2 separate regions of the Mus musculus genome follow, and region 1 is linked to region 2. Evidence: chromatin contacts called from public HiChIP or PLAC-seq data. All regions are on one chromosome and are shown on one strand. The core of a region is the stretch at or near the end of the contact, and the rest is flanking DNA. Distances in the headings are between cores, read along the strand shown.

Region 1 (6,282 bases), core at 3,635-6,134, 520 kb before region 2:
GTGGAAGTGGTCTGTGGCCTTTAGTCAACAACGTATAGGGCATTATAAGCGTGAGATCTACAAACATCTGTGCCAAGTTACTTCACCAATCAGGATTTAGGGAAAGGAGATTTCCTTAGGGACATGTCTTTGTTGTACACTTATCCTGTGCCCACGGGTTGTGGTATTCAACTGTAGCAGGGGAATTGCCTTGTCTAATATTCAGGTCTTAACTAGTCCGCCAGGATGGGACTTGTCTAACATTCACGTCTTAACTTGCCAACCAGGATGTCAGTTACCCAGGTACATTTCCCTTTCTGCCAAGATGGATGTCAGTTCCTAGGGAGGTCTTGGAAACGTAAACTTTACTGGACCCCCCAGTCAAAATGGAAGTCTTATTCCAAATGGCCTCTTATACTGGTGCAGGTGTCTCTCTCATGTTGGAGTCCCACCTCAGGACCAGCTTCTCAAAGCAAAGCCCATAAAAGCTCACGCACAGGTGCAGGAAGTACTGCTGGGTGGTTGGTTTAGGTCCAAGCTTATTATGGGTATCGACACAGAGCAGTTCTACTGATTTCTATTGTGATTGGTTTCCAAGGGCACAAAACATAACAGCATATGTAATCAATCTTGGCATTAGAAAGTTTCCTAGTAACAGCAGAAACAACATATGAGAAAGTTTCCTTATAATATCAGTAACAGTGCAAAATGGCAGGCTAGCTAGGTAACAGTTACCTAGGCCTTAACAGTCCATCCAGGCCTTACTAGTTTACCTAGGCCTTAACACTGGACATACAAAGAATCCTGTCCTTATATCACATCCCTCTGTGGGGCTGGTACCTGCCATATTTCTTGCAGAAAGCCCAGTGGGTCTTAAGAATAGTCATCATGTTCAAGAGATTTTTTTTTTAAGATTTATTTATTTTTATTTATTTGAGTGCACTGTAGTTGTCTTCAGACACACCAGAAGAGGGCATCAGATGGTTGTGAGCCACCATGTGGTTGCTAGGAATTGAACTTAAGACCTCTGGAAAAGAGATCAGTGCTCTTAACCACTGAGCCATCTCTCCAGTCCCTAAGAATTTGTTTTAAAACTATGTGTATAGCCGGGCGGTGGTGGTGCACACCTTTAATCCCAGCACTTGGGAGGCTGAGGCAAGTGGATCTCTGTGAGTTCAAAGCCAGCCTGTTCTACAGAGATAGTTCTAGGACAGCCAGGGCTACCTAGAGAAACCCTGTCCAGGAAAAACAAAACAAACAAACTAGAACAAAACTATGTAAATATGTATGTATGTATGTATGTATGTAGGGGTGCAGATGAGCACAGGGCCCTCGGAGGCCAATTGGATCCCTTAGAGCTAGAGTTACATTTGGGAGTTGCCTTATATGTGTAGCATTTAATTTCAGTCCTCTGCAAGCATGGCATATGGTCTGAAATGCTGAGCCATATGTGGAGTCTCTATTTATTTATTTTTAGAAGCAAGTCTCATTCCAGGCTGCCTAGAACTCTCTTTTTACTTGAGGATAGATAGCCTTGAACTGACTCTCCTGCTTCTCCTTCCCAAAATCTAGGATTACAGCTCTGAGGTCGACAGCACAACACCCTAGGGCAGCAGCTGAAGTCCTGAGTGGATGTGCATTGTTGGCATGAGCGTGGGCGACCAAGGACCTCACACCTCAGACCCATGGGGATGGCAACGCCTTCTCTCCATCCAAGTACAGATGCTGACAAATGGCAGACCTTTAGCTAAAGCCGGTGTGGGCAGAAACAATCAGCTGCAGCTTTTACAACCTGGATGCTGACATTTATTCTGTACCTGCCAACCGCAGCTTCCTCCTCATAGATGACTGCTCCCCTGCAGGCCACCCAACCTGCCTCCTCCTCTTTCCATGTTTCCAGTCTCCTCCAACAGAGCACACACTCCCAGCCTTTAGGCTTGCAGCTCTCGGCAATATCTAGCTCATGTAGGACTGGGGTTCAAATCAGAGTCTTGTACATGCTAGGCACTCTACCAACTGAACCACACTGTCTGATCCTGTTTTGCTTTTAGAGACAGGGTTTTTGTAGTCCAGGCTGGCTCACTCTGTAGCCTAAGCTAGCCCCAAACTCCCAGAGGCTCAACTGCCTCACCTCCCAAGTGATCTAGAATTATAGGCATGAGTGAGTCACCATGTCCAGCTTTATTTTTAATTTATTTGCTATTTATTTATTTTTACAGTAACTCCAGAGCACACATACGCTGTGCAAGTACTCTACCACTGAGCTACACCTCCAGGCCTTTTTTTTTTTTTTTTGGATTTTTTGAGACAGGATTTCTCTGTATAGTCCTGGCTGTCCTGGAACTCACTCTGTAGACCAGGCTGGCCTCAAACTCAGAAATCCGCCTGCCTCTGCCTCCCGCTTTTTCTTTTTAATGTATATTTTAAATAAAAGCCAAGTGTGATTGCACTGGCCTACAGTAGAACTCAAGAGCTGGAGGCAGGAAAACAAGAAGTCCAAGCGTATCCTTAGCTACAGAGCAAGTTCAAGGTCAGTCAAGCTATATGAGATAATATTTGAATAGACATAAAATAAATATTTTTTAGATTTATTTATTTATATTATGTATCTGAGTACACTGTCACTCTCTTCAGACAAACCAGAGGAGGGCATTAATCCCATTACAGGTGGTTGTGAGCCACCAAGTGGTTGCTAGGAATTGAACTCAGGACCTCTGGAAGAGCAGTCAGTGCTCTTAACTGCTGAACCATCTCTCCTGCCCAAATAAATATTTTTTAAATTACACATATAAAGGCCTTTGTATTAACTATTTTTTCTTTTCTACAGAATTACTAATTATTATGAACAAGTGTTTTTTCTACAATACCTGAAGAATTAATAAAGAAAATAAATGTGTATTCAAATATTAATTTTGCTTGTGTGTGTGTGTGTGCCTGATGCTCTCACATGTCAAAAGAGGGATTGGTCTCTGGAACTGGAGCTACAGATAGTATAAGCCACCATATGTGTGCTGGGAATCAAATCCACATCCTCTGGAAGAGCAACCAGTGCTCTTAACCACTGAGCCATCTCTCCTGGTCCTCTGTATGTCATCTTAAAAAGATTTCACCCTGTGAGATGGCTCAGTGGGTAAACGCACTTGCTACCAGACCTGGCAATGCAATTTTGATCCCTGGGCCCCACATAGTAGACAGACTCCGGCAAGCTGTCCTCTGACCTACACACCCACAGACACCCACAGAAATAACATTTTTTGTTTGGTTGGTTTGGTTGTTTGGTTTTTTTGTTTTGTTTTGTTTTGTTTTGTTTTTTGAGACAGTGTTTCTCTGTGAAAGGAGCCCTAGCTGTTCTAGACTTGCTTTTTAGACCTGGCTGGTCTCAAACCCACAGAGATCTGCCTGCCTCTGCCTCACAAATGCTAAAACTAAAGACATGGGCTACCATACCCTGCAATCTTTTTAATTTTTTTAAAAAATTTTTTCCCAAGGGGTGGTGAACTGGCTCAAAGGATAAAGGCTTTCGCTGCCAAGACTAAAAGACCTGAGTTCCCTAGGTCAAACATGATGGCAGGTGTTGACCTACAAGTAAATGCAACTGTGTATCCCTCCTGATCTCACAATGTCAACCGTGTAGATGTATCATTTCAGCATTTGAAACAATTTGTAGTTGTGCATTCCTCTTATACAAACACAATCAAGAAACTATTGTGCCAACTTAGGAGAAAGGAGCATCAATGAAAAGGCGGGGAACAGAGCTCACAGACTTGGAAGGGAAACGTCTGAAAAAGAAGAAAATCAGGAAGGCTACTTCTCGTTTAATACAGCATATATCCCAACAAACGTTAACGCAAACATATCTAAACCTGGGCTCCAGAGGGAAGGGCACTGGCTGCTCTTCCAGATGAGCCAGATTCCATTCCCAGCATCTGCATGGTGGTTAGCAACCATCTGTAACTCCAGTCCCAGGAGATGCAATGCCCTCTTCTGGCCTCCTTCAGCATAGAGGCACATGGTACATGCAGGCAAAGACACTCATACACGTAAAAGTATTTACGTTTTAAAAACAAACAAACAAAACAAAACAAAACAAAAAAACAACTTTTGTGAAACTGACTGTACTCTAGTGTCTGGGCTATATTCCATCTGACTCCCAAGGTTTGTTTTCACTGGTTCCACTAAACCGTGTTTTCCTAGACTCTAACCCCTGTCCAATCACTTCTGGCATGGCAAGAAAACTGAACGAAAACGGTGTGACTTAGTTTTTTTTGGGGGGTGGGGGGTCAGGGGTTGATATATTGAGACAGGGTTTCATGTAACCCAAGCTGGTCTCAAGCTTGTTATGTAGCCAAAGACAGGTCAAGTGACTTACTTGATCTTTCTGCCTCCACTCCCCCAATGATAGGATCACACCCAATGTGAGGTATTTTATTTATTCCCATTTATATTTATTTCTTTGTAGCTCAGCCTGGCCTCGAACTTCCTAGTCATGTACCCAAGGAAAACCTTGAACCCCCATTCTTCCTACCTCGGTCTCTCCAGTGTTGGGATTACAGCGATACACCTACACACGGACGGGTTAGAAGTAAACTCTTATATTCTGTGATGTTAAGACAGTTTTCTGGAGACAACATCTATAACTCACTAAGAAGTTCAGGGCTTTGGCTATTCGAGAGAAAGAACTTTTGCTTCCAAACCAAATTCTTCTGGAACTGGCTGCCAAGCTCAGCGGGCCTGGGATGGGCCTCCCACGTCCCCTCTCCCCCCCCCCCCCCCCCCCACCTCACTTCCCCACACCCCGACCTCAACAGCGTGGTCCTCCAAGGCGCCGCGTCCAGCAGGGGACGCTGTGAGGCCACCACCGTGCTCAGATGCGCCTAGGGGTCCACTCTCTGCGTAGGCTGGGGCGGAAGAGGCGGGGCAGGTGCGGAGGTGGCTCCCGCCTGCGGTCGGCGCGGTCCGGGGAGGGACCAGCGGACTGCGCAGGTGAGTGCGCCCCTACTGGCCCGCCGGCTCAGCCCCTCGCCGGGCGCTTCGCCCTCGGCTGGCTTCTGCCCTGCGGCGCTCCGGCCGTGTCTGCGAACCCTTCCCGTTCCGCAGAGTTGGGGTTGCCTAGGGACGCCTCTCGAACCCCGGGACCGTGGGAATTAAGCTGGCCCAGGCTGTGCGTCCCCGGACTTGGGTGCAGCAAGCTGCAGACACACTGACTCGGGGCTGGGCGGCGTGGGAGTGTCCAGTTTCCTTTGACCTTGGGGGACCTGGGGAAGGTTCGGGATGGGAGGGCTCCAGGGGAACTCGATCTTGTGTAGAAGTCCGCTTCCGACGTCCGCAGAAGGGAAGGGTTTCGTAGCTGTAGACCCAACCAACTGGAGGCCAGGCCCGGGTCTTACAGAGCGGTGACACGCTAAGGAACGTGGATCCACTCCCAGCGTAGTGCAGGTCAAGGACAGCTTTGCCTGTGTATCCTAAACACTGCTCTTCTGCCAGTCTTAGCCTTCGTTATAGAGTCTATAGCTTTATAGAAATCTCACCCGAAACGAACCTTACGGGCTTTCTTTCCTAGTCATCTCTAATGCAAACTGCCGTCAAGGAGATTTTTTCATATGGACTCCTGCCGGGTTACTTTCCTACTAAAACTCTCTGTATCTCTCGTGCCGTCTGGGTGACCTCCAGACTTAGGTCTATAAGACTTTTTTAAGGCGGCCTCGTTGTGACTGGCTTCTTACTTTTATAGTGAACGATGTCCTTGAACACGTGAGCTCCTGCCTCTTTCCCAGATGCTTGAATTATAGGCTTGCAACAGCGTTCCTAGCTTCTGCAAGTTTTTAATTACCAGGCACTATTTCTGTGCACGTGAGATAAATAAAACAGGGATGAAGAAGAAGTCTAGTCTTGTGGAGTGTATGCACATGCAGACAGCATCTGGTAAATTACACAGCAGCCTGTGATTAGCTCTGGGGGTGGGGTAAGTGTGGTAAAGGGGACCGATTGGCAAGGTGGAGTTGCGTTGGAATAGTTGGAATGGAATGGGTAGGCCCCGCTGAGGGGATGTGTTTGAGTCTAGACTTGAAGGTGAGTTTCCTTGCAGATACCTAAGTGAGAGTGTTCTAGGCCTGTCTGGAACAAAGGTCCCTAGTTTGTCCAGAATGTGTCCCCCTAGTTTCATGTGTTAGGAATTTGGTGCAGTACCTTTAGGAAGAGCAGGGCCATGAAGGTTCTTTCTGAAGAATGGACAGTCGGTATTAGTGGGTATTAAGGGAGTACGTGGCTTTGTTATGAAAACAAGCTCTCTCTGGCATGCTTACA
Region 2 (7,117 bases), core at 1,889-4,388:
ATATCAATGAAAAAAAAAAAAACCACTGAGAAGAAAAGAGTGGATTTCCACATGCAGACCCACATCTGACTCCTATGCACCCACGATCACACGCTAGTGTGTCGCCACTTGTTTACAGAAAGGGAGGCTGCCAGTTAGATGAGAGGCATCATCAAATGCCCAACATATGTTGTTTGTGCATTGCTTATGTGACCAGTCATTATTAAAATGTATCTTTTAATCATATCAGTTTACAATGGTTAAACACAAACACTGCATGAACACAGCAGTAGAACACTCTGAAATCAAGGTTTCCCTTAGACCAGCACTGACTGACGCCATTGCTAAACTGCGGGGAGAAGGTTTCAGTACACTAACAATGGTGCTGAGTTTTGCAATCCCTTCTCTGAAGCTGTGCAGCTCAAATGCTATGGGAAAGATAAAGAAAGAAGGAAGAGAGAAAGAAAAAAAAAAGATTGTGTGTGTAGAATCCTGTCAGGAGAAGTGAGGGACTAGAGGAACTACTGAAAATTTTGACATCTGTTTATCTGTTTATAGCGATGGCAAGATCACTCATATTAATTCTTGTTTAAAATGCCATACGAAGGGAAGACACTTGTGCAAACAAGAGTCATATTTGAATTGTAGATCATGTCTGTGCCATCTGTGAGAGCTGATGGTGTTGCAAAATTAATGTGTTAATGAAATCACAATAATTTCTCCAAAGTAATGGGTTCTGAAGCCGAGAAGGACTATTTTTTGAACTTTGGTGTCTAGTGATTTCCAATTGGGAAGGCATCTGAGCCTTTAATTAGCTCTGCAGCCCAGCTTTAAAATAAATTTGGTGATATCTTTCTTTTGCCAGGAGTAGATCCGAAGGGGGTGGGGTGGAAGCCATAACAACTTTTGGAAAGTGTTCTCTGGTGTTTGAAAAGTTGTTAAATAAGACTGTCTGCCAAGAAATGTCACCAAAATTCTGACTGCCGAGAAAGAGTGGGCAAACAGCTCAAAAAATAATTCTAGCTTGCTGCAACATCACGGGTTGGGAGAGCTGAACCTCACACAGACTTCATGACTAAGTCCAAGTTTCTCCTTGGAAGCCAGACATAGCGGTGTTCGGCGCTTTATGCGATTGGTTAGCACAGCACACCCTTTCCAACCACTTTATTGGATACAGTGCACAGTGGCTTTACATAAGGAGAATTTTAAGAGGTTATGTTGCCTGATTGTTGAACTCCCTGGAGATTCCTTCCCTCCAACGTTATATAGATATGTATTTACATGAGCCTGTTAGGCAAGTGAAAATATGAAGACAAGTGTACTGAGTAGGTGTCCTAGGTATACGTACAGGGCAGGTGTGCAGGGCAGGTGTGCAGGGCAGGTGTGCAGGGCAGGTGTGCAGGGCAGGTGTGCAGGGCAGGCGTACTTCATAGGAGCACTGGGTAAGTGTCCTGGACAGGTGTACTCCATTTTGTCAGAGCCATCTTTGAAAAGGGGCGGCGGGGGGGGGGGGGAGAATGGTTGTTGCTAATTTTGAGGATCCTATTTATAAAGCAAATTCTTTATTTCATAAATCTTTCAGAAATGTACCCTGTAAAGGGTACCCTTCAACTTATTTGGGAAATGATGATAGAGTTTAATAGAGCCTTTATGTGAAACATGAAACGCCATGTACCCAAGAAAGTTGCTTATCTTACCTGTTGTGGTTTCTATTGCTGTGTTGTAGGTGTGTGACTGGTGTAAACACATAAGGCACACAAAAGAATACCTGGATTTTGGGGACGGGGAGAGAAGGCTTCAGTTCTGCAGTGCAAAATGTCTCAATCAATACAAAATGGACATTTTCTACAAAGAGACACAGGCCAATCTTCCAGCCGGGCTGTGCAGCACACTCCACCCTCACATGGAAAGTAAAGCAGAAGGCACCGGGGTGCAGCTGCTCACGCCAGACTCTTGGAATATCCCGCTAACAGATGCTCGGAGGAAAGCCCCTTCCCCCGTGACTGCAGCTGGCCAAAGCCAGGGCCCCGGCCCATCCTCGTCCACCACCGTTTCTCCATCTGACACTGCCAACTGCTCTGTCACTAAAATCCCCACGCCAGTGCCCAAGTCCCTCCCCATCAGCGAGACTCCGAGCATCCCTCCCGTCTCGGTCCAGCCACCTGCTAGCATCGGACCTCCACTGGGTGTCCCGCCTCGCAGCCCTCCCATGGTGATGACCAACCGCGGCCCAGTGCCCCTGCCCATCTTCATGGAGCAGCAAATTATCCAGCAGATCCGCCCGCCCTTCATCCGCGGACCACCGCACCACGCCTCCAACCCCAATAGTCCCTTGTCCAACCCCATGCTCCCGGGCATTGGGGCCCCGCCCGGAGGCCCCAGGAACCTAGGCCCCACTTCCAGCCCCATGCACCGGCCCATGCTATCGCCCCACATCCACCCCCCAAGTACCCCTACCATGCCTGGGAACCCCCCAGGGCTGCTGCCCCCGCCGCCCCCGGGCGCGCCCTTGCCCAGCCTTCCCTTCCCTCCGGTTAGCATGATGCCAAACGGCCCGATGCCGGTTCCCCAGATGATGAACTTCGGGCTGCCTTCGCTGGCCCCGCTGGTGCCGCCCCCCACGCTGCTCGTGCCGTACCCAGTGATAGTGCCCCTGCCGGTGCCCATCCCTATCCCTATCCCCATTCCCCATGTGAACGATTCCAAGCCCCCCAACGGATTTTCCAGCAACGGGGAGAGCTTCGTTCCGAGCGCTCCGGGCGACTCATCGGCGGCGGGAGGCAAGGCTGGTGGACGCTCCCTGTCCCCGCGGGACTCCAAGCAGGGCTCTTCCAAGTCAGCCGACTCGCCACCCGGAAGCTCCGGCCAGGCTCTGAGCCTGGCGCCCGCGGAGCGCGGTCGTGGGGAGGTGGTGGACCTGACCCGGCGCGCAGGCAGCCCCGCGGGTGCGGGAGGCCAGCCGGGCTTCGCGGGCGTGTTGCACGGCCCGCAGGACGGCGTCATCGACCTGACCGTGGGCCACCGAGCCCGGCTGCACAACGTGATACACCGTGCGCTGCACGCTCACGTCAAGGCGGAGCGCGAGCCGGGAGCCGCGGAGCGCAGGACCTGCGGCGGCTGCAGGGACGGCCACTGCAGCCCGCCCGCCGCCGGCGACCCCGGCCCGGGCGCCCCCGCGGGCCCCGAGGCCGCTGCCGCCTGCAACGTCATCGTGAACGGCACCCGCAGCGCCCCGGCCGAGGCCAAGGGCGCGGAGCCCCCGCCGGAGCAGCCGCCGCCCCCAGCCCCTCCCAAAAAGCTACTGTCGTCCGAGGAGCCTGTGGTGAACGAGCTGGAGTCGGTCAAGGAGAACAACTGCGCTTCCAACTGCCACCTGGACGGGGAAGCGACCAAAAAACTGATGGGGGAGGAAGCCCTGGCGGGGGGCGACAAGTCGGACCCGAACCTCAATAACCCCGCGGACGAGGACCACGCCTATGCTCTGCGGATGCTGCCCAAGACCGGCTGCGTGATCCAGCCTGTGCCAAAACCCGCGGAGAAGGCTGCCATGACGCCGTGCGTCATCTCCTCGCCCATGCTCAGCGCTGGCCCTGAGGACCTGGAGCCTCCGCTCAAAAGGAGGTGCCTCCGAATTAGAAACCAGAATAAGTAAAAAAATAAAAGGTTTGTATGTCCACCTGGGCGTTCCTCCAAGAGACAGCGCCCCTCACCTTGCTTGTTAGAGGCGGAGGTGAGATGCAGCCATCGTGTCACTTACCGCTTTCTCTGAGCACTCTGGGTGGCCAGGTACCATCAACGTTTTGATCCAATACCTATGACAGCTGGCAATGCTATTTAGTACACCATTAGCAGTTTACAGCCGAGAGACAGTTAAGAGCCAAGATCACTCAAGCCCTTGAACCTGAGTTGAAAGCACACTCTGTTTTGTGACACACTATTTTCTTCTTTTCGGGTTCATACCTAATTTATCCAACTGGAAAAGGAGGCATGGGAGGGACGATTACTTGAGGAATCTTACTGTTCAGTTAGGAGGTTGCAGAGCAGTATTGAAATGTCTGGGTAACCCATCAGTGGGCGAGCACCTAGAGCTGGTAGTCCATTTGGCAGATGACTCTTACTCTAGCTTCTCAAGATAACCATATCTGTGGGCTAAAATGAAAAACTAGCCTTACGGCCAACCTACCACGCCCCCCTTTCGGGTACTCAGTGGCTGAGCTGGTGAGTCTCACTTCTACGTGTAGACCTTAATGAAGTGGCAGGCATGTCTCTGTACCCTATGACTGCTGTACCCTACTTAATATCCAGTGAGCCAACAGTTCTGTGAGATGGCGGGGACCACACATGAACCACTGTAGCGACTCTTGCCAATCCTAGTGGAGTAGGCGTCCGGTAGCATACTACCAAGAAGGAAGCTGTGACTTGGAAATATTTGCTCAGTCAGAGCTTGTCGGTGGCGGACCCGGTGTTGACTTCAGGCCTGTCCATTCAATCGCAGAGGGTGAGCTCTCCCATCTATCCAAGCAGGCAACAAGCCAAAACATTGGTTTGTTATAATAAACATTGTTTATTAACCGATTACAGAAAGAAGAGAAATGGGTGTTCCTCCAGCATTTAACTTAGACACTGCTCCTTCCCTGGGCTGGGGACACACAGAAGAATGTGCAAAGTAGGTTGACTACGTCCTATGGTGGGGGGGGGGGACGAGGCCTGGGGGAGGGGAGGAGGACGAGTATCTTCACAGGGTATGCAGGCTCTTCTGGGTGTTTCCCCATAATATTTCTTTGGAGCTATCTCCAAAGAAACAGCTAGCTATCTTCATCCTCCTAGTGGAGAAATAGGATTGGGGAATTTGTCCAAGATTATCTAACTTGTGGGCAGAGTTTCGATTCAAATCCAAGTTGTGGAAGTCCAAAGCTTAATTTCCTTTTGAGCACCGTAGGAGAATCGTCTCACTAGTCCCTCTGTCACCACATTTACAAAAGGTCTCTTATCACCTTGAGGCAAAGTTTATAAAGCACAGCAATGAGCCTCCACTTACCAACTCGCCCGGTGTACACGATCCGAGCCCACCAACCTCTTGCTTTCATGGTGGGAACGTGAGCACTTGGCTTACAGCCAGAGTGGAAGCCCTGAACCAGAGCTAATGGCTAGTGTGAGAATCGTTTCTTGGCCACCATGGTTTGAGGTCTCCTTTCCTGCTGGTGGCTTTGCCAGTGGGGCCAGAACACCAGAGATGAGGCCACTCTTCTTTCCTCCTTTAGCCTACGATGCCTTCAGTCTGAAGGCAGTGGTCTTGGCCTTCTGGAAAGCATGCCAACTGAAAACACCCCAGATAATTTAATCTGCTTGACAATGCTTTGAGTGACCCCCCCAAAAGTGAGAACCTTTAGAAAGCACTGGGACTTGTCACTCACACACACACACACACACACACACACACACACACACTCAAGGAAGAATGGGAGGGTAAAAGATCTCATTGCCATTACTGTGCTAAGAGACCAGGACAGGAACAGTGACAGTCCCTATAAGTGTCTAAAGTATCTATTAAAAGCATAAGGTGTATGGATGGCTGTTTGGGTGACCTGTGCTTCTGAAAAAGTCATCCATCGGACAAGGGTAGTTTCCGTGGGTCAGCGTCACTACTAAAAATGTTAACTTGGCAATAGCCAAGTCTAGAAGATGCTGGTACCAAATAGCCTAATTCTTGTGATTGGAGAGTCCTTTTTATTGTGAGTTTCTCAAGAAATTATAGTTCTTTTTGAAAATCAGGCAAGGGTTTTGAGGGCTGCCGAGAGGAGGCAAGGCAAGGAATTTAAGGAGGGGAGACCATGTCTCCAGTAAGTCAGCAGAGCACCCAAGTAAATCGCTGGCCCCACATCACCTCAGGGCCCAGCCTCCACCTGCTGTGCTCCACTCTCTGGCCCTTCTGGTTCCCTGCTCAGACAGTGTTGCTTTTGCTCTAACTCTCAGGAACTCTCGTGGTTGGAGAGTTGGAAATACTCTATTAACTAAGGGCTGAGTACCCTTTGCGCCCTAATAGTGAGCGCTCCTTGGTAACAAGTCAAATTGAAAGCATTAAAAGAATAAAAAAATAAATAAAAGCAAGGGCTGTGGAGATGCCTTGGTGGGCAAAGCGCTTGTCACACAAGCACAAGGATCACCAGCCCCACGTAAAAGGTGACATGCCATGGTGCGGACCTGCAGATCTCAGTACTGGAGGTCAAAGCCATGATCCCCAGGGAGGTCTTGCTGCCTAAATCAGCTAAATCAGCTGCTTCACCTTCACCGTACCATACCATACTTTTTAGAATACATTTCAAAATCCGAAAGCCACTAGATCTGCCTTCAAAGAACTCGACACATTTGTTCAACCTCTGTAGACTGCAGGCCCCCTCTCCCATTTTGAAATTATTCTGTCCCCGCTTTCCCGACTTTATTCATTCTTGTTTGTGCGTATGGTTACAAATGATTCCAACCGGCAGATGTTTCTCCCATATGCAGAACTGATTAAGTTTAGTTGAAGACTTTTAGATGGTTGTAAACTCTTTTTAATCGCCAATGTTTAAAGTTAGGAATCCCAGTCCCACTGCCTCAGTAGCTAGAAAAAAAAATCCCACAAATAATAATGAAAACAATGTATGAGTATGTCTAAACTATTCTCCCCACACAGAATTCCACTGGTAGATGGACTAGTCCCTCCTTTGCCGATGCCTGGAAGCTTGGTGGGTAGCTGTATGAACTCAGAGAGATGTTTGTACTAGAATCTCTATAGTTTATGCTTATTTATGGTACATCGGGGAGTTCAGAGCAACCATGTGTAAATTTTTGAAAGTATTCAAAGAAAATATCCTCATTCCTTGGTTTTCCAGGGAAACAACATATTTTAAACAAAATAATCAATGGGAAAAAATGAAAACCAGGAATAACCCTTTCACCCCATTCTTTATGCTCTCCTGGGGCAGTAGACCCACACAGTGCCCTCTGCTCTGTGGTTCTCCAGTCTCTTACATGTTTCTAGAGCTGTGGAAATGGGTAGAGAGAACACGTGACTCTTTGTTCCTGGTCCAAATTCCACAATGTTCGTTCCTTGCTCAGCAGCGGAGGATACACTTTGCATTTGAAGAAAGCTGGAGGA

The links. HiChIP or PLAC-seq counts read pairs in DNA pulled down with a chosen protein or histone mark.
Region 1: an H3K4me3 HiChIP or PLAC-seq map of forebrain shows a contact between it and region 2, with 4 times the contacts expected there. The contact joins the promoter of Mtres1 here to the enhancer-like site in region 2. A contact is called at or near these places in 7 of 39 promoter capture datasets (the 3T3-L1 cell line, the C10 cell line, embryonic stem cells and 4 more), 1 of 484 Hi-C or Micro-C datasets (the N1E-115 cell line) and 4 of 115 datasets of contacts at active chromatin or transcription factors (the 230-238 cell line, embryonic forebrain, embryonic hindbrain and 1 more).

What each region holds. Positions count from the first base shown.
Region 1 is chr10:43,539,620-43,545,901 of GRCm38.p6, reverse strand. It overlaps Mtres1 (mitochondrial transcription rescue factor 1), which reads left to right and starts at 4,884. Exons shown (of 4, transcript NM_026411.2): 1 at 4,884-4,962.
Region 2 is chr10:43,017,507-43,024,623 of GRCm38.p6, reverse strand. It overlaps Sobp (sine oculis binding protein), which reads left to right. Exons shown (of 7, transcript NM_175407.3): 6 at 1,706-3,642. The coding sequence ends at 3,631. Among named protein-coding and RNA genes, the nearest start is that of Gm47815, 14 kb to the left of the region's middle. Within about 2 kb of position 3,138, at least 71 of the 459 cell types and tissues checked have an H3K27ac peak or open chromatin away from gene starts, as enhancers often do. A contact at or near this core is called in forebrain, where this site is marked.